Regions from separate parts of the Danio rerio genome. Here region 1 is linked to region 2. Evidence: chromatin contacts called from public Micro-C data. All regions are on one chromosome and are shown on one strand. The core of a region is the stretch at or near the end of the contact, and the rest is flanking DNA. Distances in the headings are between cores, read along the strand shown.

Evidence for each region. A called contact is a pair of places that touch in the nucleus more often than the background predicts.
Region 1: a contact with region 2 is called in a Micro-C map of caudal fin, with 14 times the contacts expected there. The contact joins two enhancer-like sites. A contact is called at or near these places in 2 of 18 Hi-C or Micro-C datasets (caudal fin and an unstated tissue).

Annotation. Positions count from the first base shown.
Region 1 is chr24:32,500,801-32,503,789 of GRCz12tu, forward strand. All of the region lies in intron 1 of prkag2a (protein kinase, AMP-activated, gamma 2 non-catalytic subunit a), which reads right to left. Among named protein-coding and RNA genes, the nearest start is that of prkag2a, 12 kb to the right of the region's middle. Within about 2 kb of position 1,386, at least 17 of the 62 cell types and tissues checked have an H3K27ac peak or open chromatin away from gene starts, as enhancers often do. A contact at or near this core is called in caudal fin, where this site is marked.
Region 2 is chr24:32,462,981-32,466,017 of GRCz12tu, forward strand. It overlaps prkag2a (protein kinase, AMP-activated, gamma 2 non-catalytic subunit a), which reads right to left. Exons shown (of 14, transcript NM_001328430.1): 5 at 1,164-1,245. Among named protein-coding and RNA genes, the nearest start is that of cox4i1l, 38 kb to the left of the region's middle. Within about 2 kb of position 1,356, at least 2 of the 62 cell types and tissues checked have an H3K27ac peak or open chromatin away from gene starts, as enhancers often do. A contact at or near this core is called in caudal fin, where this site is marked.

The sequences.
Region 1 (2,989 bases), core at 136-2,635, 38 kb after region 2:
AGAAACCGTTGCTCATTCACACACGTCACTTGTACGTGTGCTAGTATTTGAATGATTCTCAAGCGTAATATCTAAAATGATGACCATATACAATTACTATGGTATACATACAGCACTACAACATACAAAATAGAGAGATCGACTTAGAAAGTCACTTACCAGTTTAATAATGAATTGATCAGCTGTAGTTTAAAATTACGCTGGGTTATTTCTCCTCTAAGGGCTTATTATGTGGTCTCTATCGCCATCTTGTGGATGGAAAACGTCAACTGTCTTTGCTCTGTTCAGGTTAATGGACGCCTATGCTTTGTCTCTCAGAAATTATAAATATTTAAAAATAGGCACTATCTTTATAAATAAACTGCATGGTTGCAATCTAAACAACTACATTCTTGACTAAAAAAGCCTCAAAAGTACATCAGGTTGCCCAACAGCAGCAATATTTGTCAAACTGTAGAGTGTCCTCTGCTTGTTGCTATATGTGGGTGAAGTACAAGGGTGAAGGGTGAGGAGGCCGTACGAGTGCTGTTACTGGCAGAATATTGCACAGCTATCAGCCAATCAGACTCAAGAACCCGACAAAACTGTTGTATAAATGCTAATAATATTTATAATATTTCTTGATTGGAGATCACTGATATAAAAATATGTCAGATATTCGTATATATGTAACATGTATATTTCAATTATAAAAATATTGCAAAAATGTCTGTTTACATATACCTTTCAACAAATAGATTAACAAATATGAACACACACACACACACACACACACACACACACACACACACACACACACAAACTTGGTGCCTTAAATTTTTTTTTTGTTGAATCAAATGGACTTTTGTTGTTATCGCAACTTACATCATATTAAGTTAAACTTTGTATAACTTAAAGGGATATTTCACCCAAAAATGAGAATTCTGCCATTACTTACTCACCTTTGATCAGTTTGAGCTGTTCTGTTTTGTTGAACCCAAAAAAAGATATTTTGAAGAATGTTGGAAATTTTAACCATTGACATCCATAGTAAACCAAGAATACAACGGAAGTCAATGGCTTTCTTCAAAACATCTTTTATTGTGTGTGTTCGACAGAACAAATCATAAAACAAATTTTTTTGCAGGAACTATACCTTTCAAACCTGATTAACATATTAAAGTAAGTAAAAGTGACATAAAAACATAAATCAGATTTCCATATGGGAGTATTTACACTGAAACTGGTGTTACGTTTGTTCATTCACAGACTTTTGGTTTATAACACTGGCTTTAGTAACACAACACACTTTACAAAAAGACCAGCTCAGTCAAATCAAGTATCGTCCTCTTCATTTGCCTTTCTTTCTCTCTATTTTGCATATGTCAGCTCAGTAAACATGTGCTACTTGCTACTACTTGTGCTTTTAAATGGCATACAAGTTCATTATAGATCTCTCTTTTTTGTCACGGTGTGCATTTTAACTGCTGACTTCACATAAGAGCATGTTTTTCCAGATTTTATCAGACATGAATGAGGAGCACATTCTCTGAAGGTAAAAAATAGCTGTATTTCATCTCCTGAAAGGTCTGCTAAAGACATAAGTGTGGATCTTATCAACATTTCAAGGACTTTTTCCTGAATCTATGAGGGCACGTTAAGCTGAGCAGCGCCCCCCAACGCTATTTACGCACAACTACATGTGGTGAAATCTGGGGCAGCTGTTTGGCTAGATATGAATACAACAGCAGGTCTTTTTTTTCTGTATTATAAAGCTTTTTTTTAAGCTCAATTTTTTAAAAGACATTACAGTCATGAAATACAACCACAGTATCATTTATAATACTTGCTATTTGTATATGAGCCATATTGTCTGCAGAATGCAATCAAAAATTTACCTTATAGTTTAAAGCCTCATAATTTAAAGCAATTTATATCTCTAGTTTAACATTTTTAACAGAAGCAAAATCAATACCAAGTATAAGAATTTAACTTTTTACATAATATGTACAAAATGCACATTAAATAAATAAAATAATAATAATGATTTATTTCTATATTTCAATTGAGTGTTAATGGATTTGTGTATTTAATCTTAATATATTTTTAAATACCTTATTTAAATTTCAATAATAATTTTTTATTTATATATAAATCATATTATTTTTTAAAATATTTTTTTCTTTTAATTTTAATTTTTAAAAATTAAATACAATTTTATTTATTACTAAAAATGAAAATTAATGCATTCAATAACATAATTAGTATTTTTTTTCCAATTAAAAATGTGACTTAATAAAACAATAAAAATAGATTAATATAGAAAACAAAATGCAGTACTACATACACATCGCATACTTCATATAATTCGGAACATAAAATGTATTGTGCATTGTATTGTGAATGTAAGTTCAGTTGAAATCAGAATTATTAAACCCCCTTTGAAGTTTTCTTTTTTAAACATTTCCCAAATGATGTTTAACAGAGCAAGGAAATTTTCACAGTATGTCTGATAATATTTTTTTCTTTTGAAGAAAGTCTTATTTGTTTTATTTCGGCTAGAATAAAATCATTTTTTAAATTTTTTAAAACCATTTTAAGGACAAAATTATTAGTCCCTTTAATTTTTTTTTTTGGATAGTCTACAGAACAAACCATCAGTATACAATAACTTGTCTAATTACCCTAACCTGCCTAGTTAACCTAATTAACCTAGTTAAGCCTTTAAATGTCACTTTAAGCTGTATAGAAGTCTCCTGAAAAATATCTAGTAAAATATTATGTACTGTCATCATGACAAAGATAAAATAAATCAGTTATTAGAAATGAGTTATTAAAACTATTGTGTTTACAAGTGTATTGAAAAAAATCTTCTCTCCGTTAAACAGAAATTGGGGGAAAATAAACAGGGAGGCTAATAATTCAGGGGGTTTGTTAACTCTGACTCCAACTGTACATGCTTATACTTTTAAAAGATCAGCAAGGACACCGAATCTCTAGTTTGTGTCTT
Region 2 (3,037 bases), core at 106-2,605:
TACTGTGAATTTGCATTTTTATTTTTCAAATAGTTTTTAAACCTAATAGTTTTAATAAGTCATTTCTAATAACTAATTTCTTTTGTCTTTGCCATAATGGCATTACTTAATATTTTACTAGTAATATTACAAGACAATTTAGTTTAAAGCTACATTTTTAGACTTAACTAATTTATTAGGTTAACAATAGGAATGTTATATAAATTGGGCAAGTTATTGGACAAATGTGGTTTAGCCATTAGCTAATGAAAAAAAATCTTAAGTGGGCTAAGAGTATCGACCTTAACAATAGTAAAATAATAATAATAATAATAATAATTGCTTTTATTCGGCCAAACTAAAAGAAACAAGAATGTTTCAGAACTATTATATATTATTATACTGTAAAAATTTCCTTGCTCCGTAAAATAGTGCTTGCACTGTAAAAACGCTGGGTTCCACACAGTTGATTTGGATTGGATTATAATAATTCATTTGTTTTTACAAATTTAAGAGGATTGAACATAAAACTATTTGAAAAAAAGAGCACACGTCATTTTTTGAGAGTGGGAAACACTTAAAGTTTTACAATTTCACAGGACTAATAATTTTGCCTTTAACTATATATGTTTAATGGAGATTCCATATGAAAGGGTCACTATCAAAATATGCAAATACAGTTGAAATCAGAATTATTAAGGTTATTTAAGGTATTAATGATGTTTAACAGAGCAAAGAAATGTTCACAGTATGTCTAATAATATGTTTTCTTCTAGAGAAAGTCTTATTTGTTTTATTTCAGCTAGAAAAAAAACTGTTTTTTATTTTTAAAACACTATTTCAAGGTCAAAATTATTAGCCTCTTTAAGGTATTTTTTCTCAAATGTCTACAGAACAAACCATTGTTATTCAATAAATTGCCTAATTACCCCAACCTGCCTAGTTAACCTAATTACCCTACATGAAAATATCTAGTAAAACATTATTTACTGTCATCATGGCAAATATAAAACAAATCAGTTATTAGAAATGAGTTATTAAAATTTTTACGTTTACCAGTGTGTTGAAAAAATCTTCCCTCCGTTAAATAAAAATTGAGGAAAAAATAAACAGGGGGGCTAATAACTCAGGGGGGTTAATAATTCTGACTTTAACTGTATATATAATCATTATATTTTACTCACCCACAAAACTCTGTTTCTTAGTCTCCCACAGAGGGGCGGCTCGGACTCCATTGGCCACCAATGCAAAAAAGGCCTTTTTAACCTAAAAACAGAAGAACAAAAACATTTGTTTTTAAATCTCATGCTAATGTTTTTGCACTAGCAGTGACAGACAGAGGGCGCTGTTTATGCAAAGCACCTCAGATAAAGTGGGATGCAAATTCATCACCACCAAAGCCGTTTTTGCACTAAAGTTTGCACTGAAGTAATAAGCCTTCACAGATATGCACTCGTTAAATTAAAATCATGTTCTTTCTTTCTTTTAAAACTTATTTTAATATTCAGCCACAAGCTAAATTTATTGACTGATAAATTACTGAGGTGTTTCATAAGAGAAAATGATGACTGTCACTGTGGTATATATATCAGTAACACATTACAGGTTATTTCCCTTTTAGTGAATTACGAGGTGGCCACCTCCATCAAATTTTGTAACACCTCCACCATTCGACAACAATCAGGCAAAGAGCCACAGCTACTGACAGACCCAAAATTAAATGTTTTTAATTATATTTAATGTTAGCCTTTTAAAATAGATGATGTTTTACTTGATAAAATTACAATAATAACAATGCAAAATGTGTTTATTTCAAGAAGCAAATATTATCCGAATTATCAGAATACCACTCCTACCTTTTCTGTGCAAGGAAAAACTCTGCATTATTATTATTATTATTATTATTATTATTATTATTATTATTATATTGTTATTATTATTAATAAAATGTAAAAATGAACATTAAAAAATTTTCAGTTTCAGTTTATATATGGATATTTTAGTGTTTAATAATTCAGTATTTTATTCTGATAATCAAATTGTTTGTTTTACAAATAGGTTTACTGATAAATTATTGATAAATAAATAAATAAATATTCAATTCAATTCAGCTTTATTTGTATAGCACTTTTACAATGTAGATTGTGTCAAAGCAGCTTCACATAAATGGTCATAGTAACTGGAACAGTGTGGTTCAGGTTTTAGTGTTTAAGTTCAGTATTTATAAATAAATAAATAATGAATTGAAACATTGAAAAATAGATAGTGACAAAATAACAAAAACAATAATACAAAAAAATGCATGTTTACAAACACACGACAACATACATATATGGTTCCCAAAGATAGTGAAAGTCCTTCTGCTTGCTTTTGATGATAAGCTAGTCAGTCCAGTCCAATGCAGTTCAATATTTCTTTTTTTTACAGTTCTATGGATGAAGCATTCATGTGTTTCCAGTATAATGCAGTACCCCTTCTAGCTTGAAGAAAACCAAAGCCCCAGTTTTTTTCTTTCCAATTGTAAGTTCCATTTGATATAAACCAAGAATAGAGTTTAGCATTTAAAGGTATTTTAAAGTTAAACAAATCCAACATACATTCAATTATCTCTTCTAAAACTTTACTATTTTAAGACATTGCAGTGATATCATGTACCTTTATCATCTAAACATTTAGAGCAAACATCTGGAATATTAGCAGACATATGATGAAGTTTATCAAGGGTTATATATATTCTCATTAACCATTTATATTGAATTAGTTTAAACCTGGTATTTACTGTTTGTGTTTGAGCTTTCAAGCAAGCATAAGTCCAGTCTGCTTCATCTACATCTACTTGCATGTCTGTTTTCTAGGCATTTAATAGTACTTAAATTGTTGGTTTTTAAAATCAATTATATCCCTTTTTGTTTTGTTTTGTAATTTTTTTGTTGTAAAGATTTACATTTTCACTTAACATTTAAAGGCTTTAATTTAAAAAAAAGTAACAATGCATTACAAAAAAATCACTTTATTAAAAAAATAAAAATAAAACACAGGAACACCTTTAGGGGGGAAA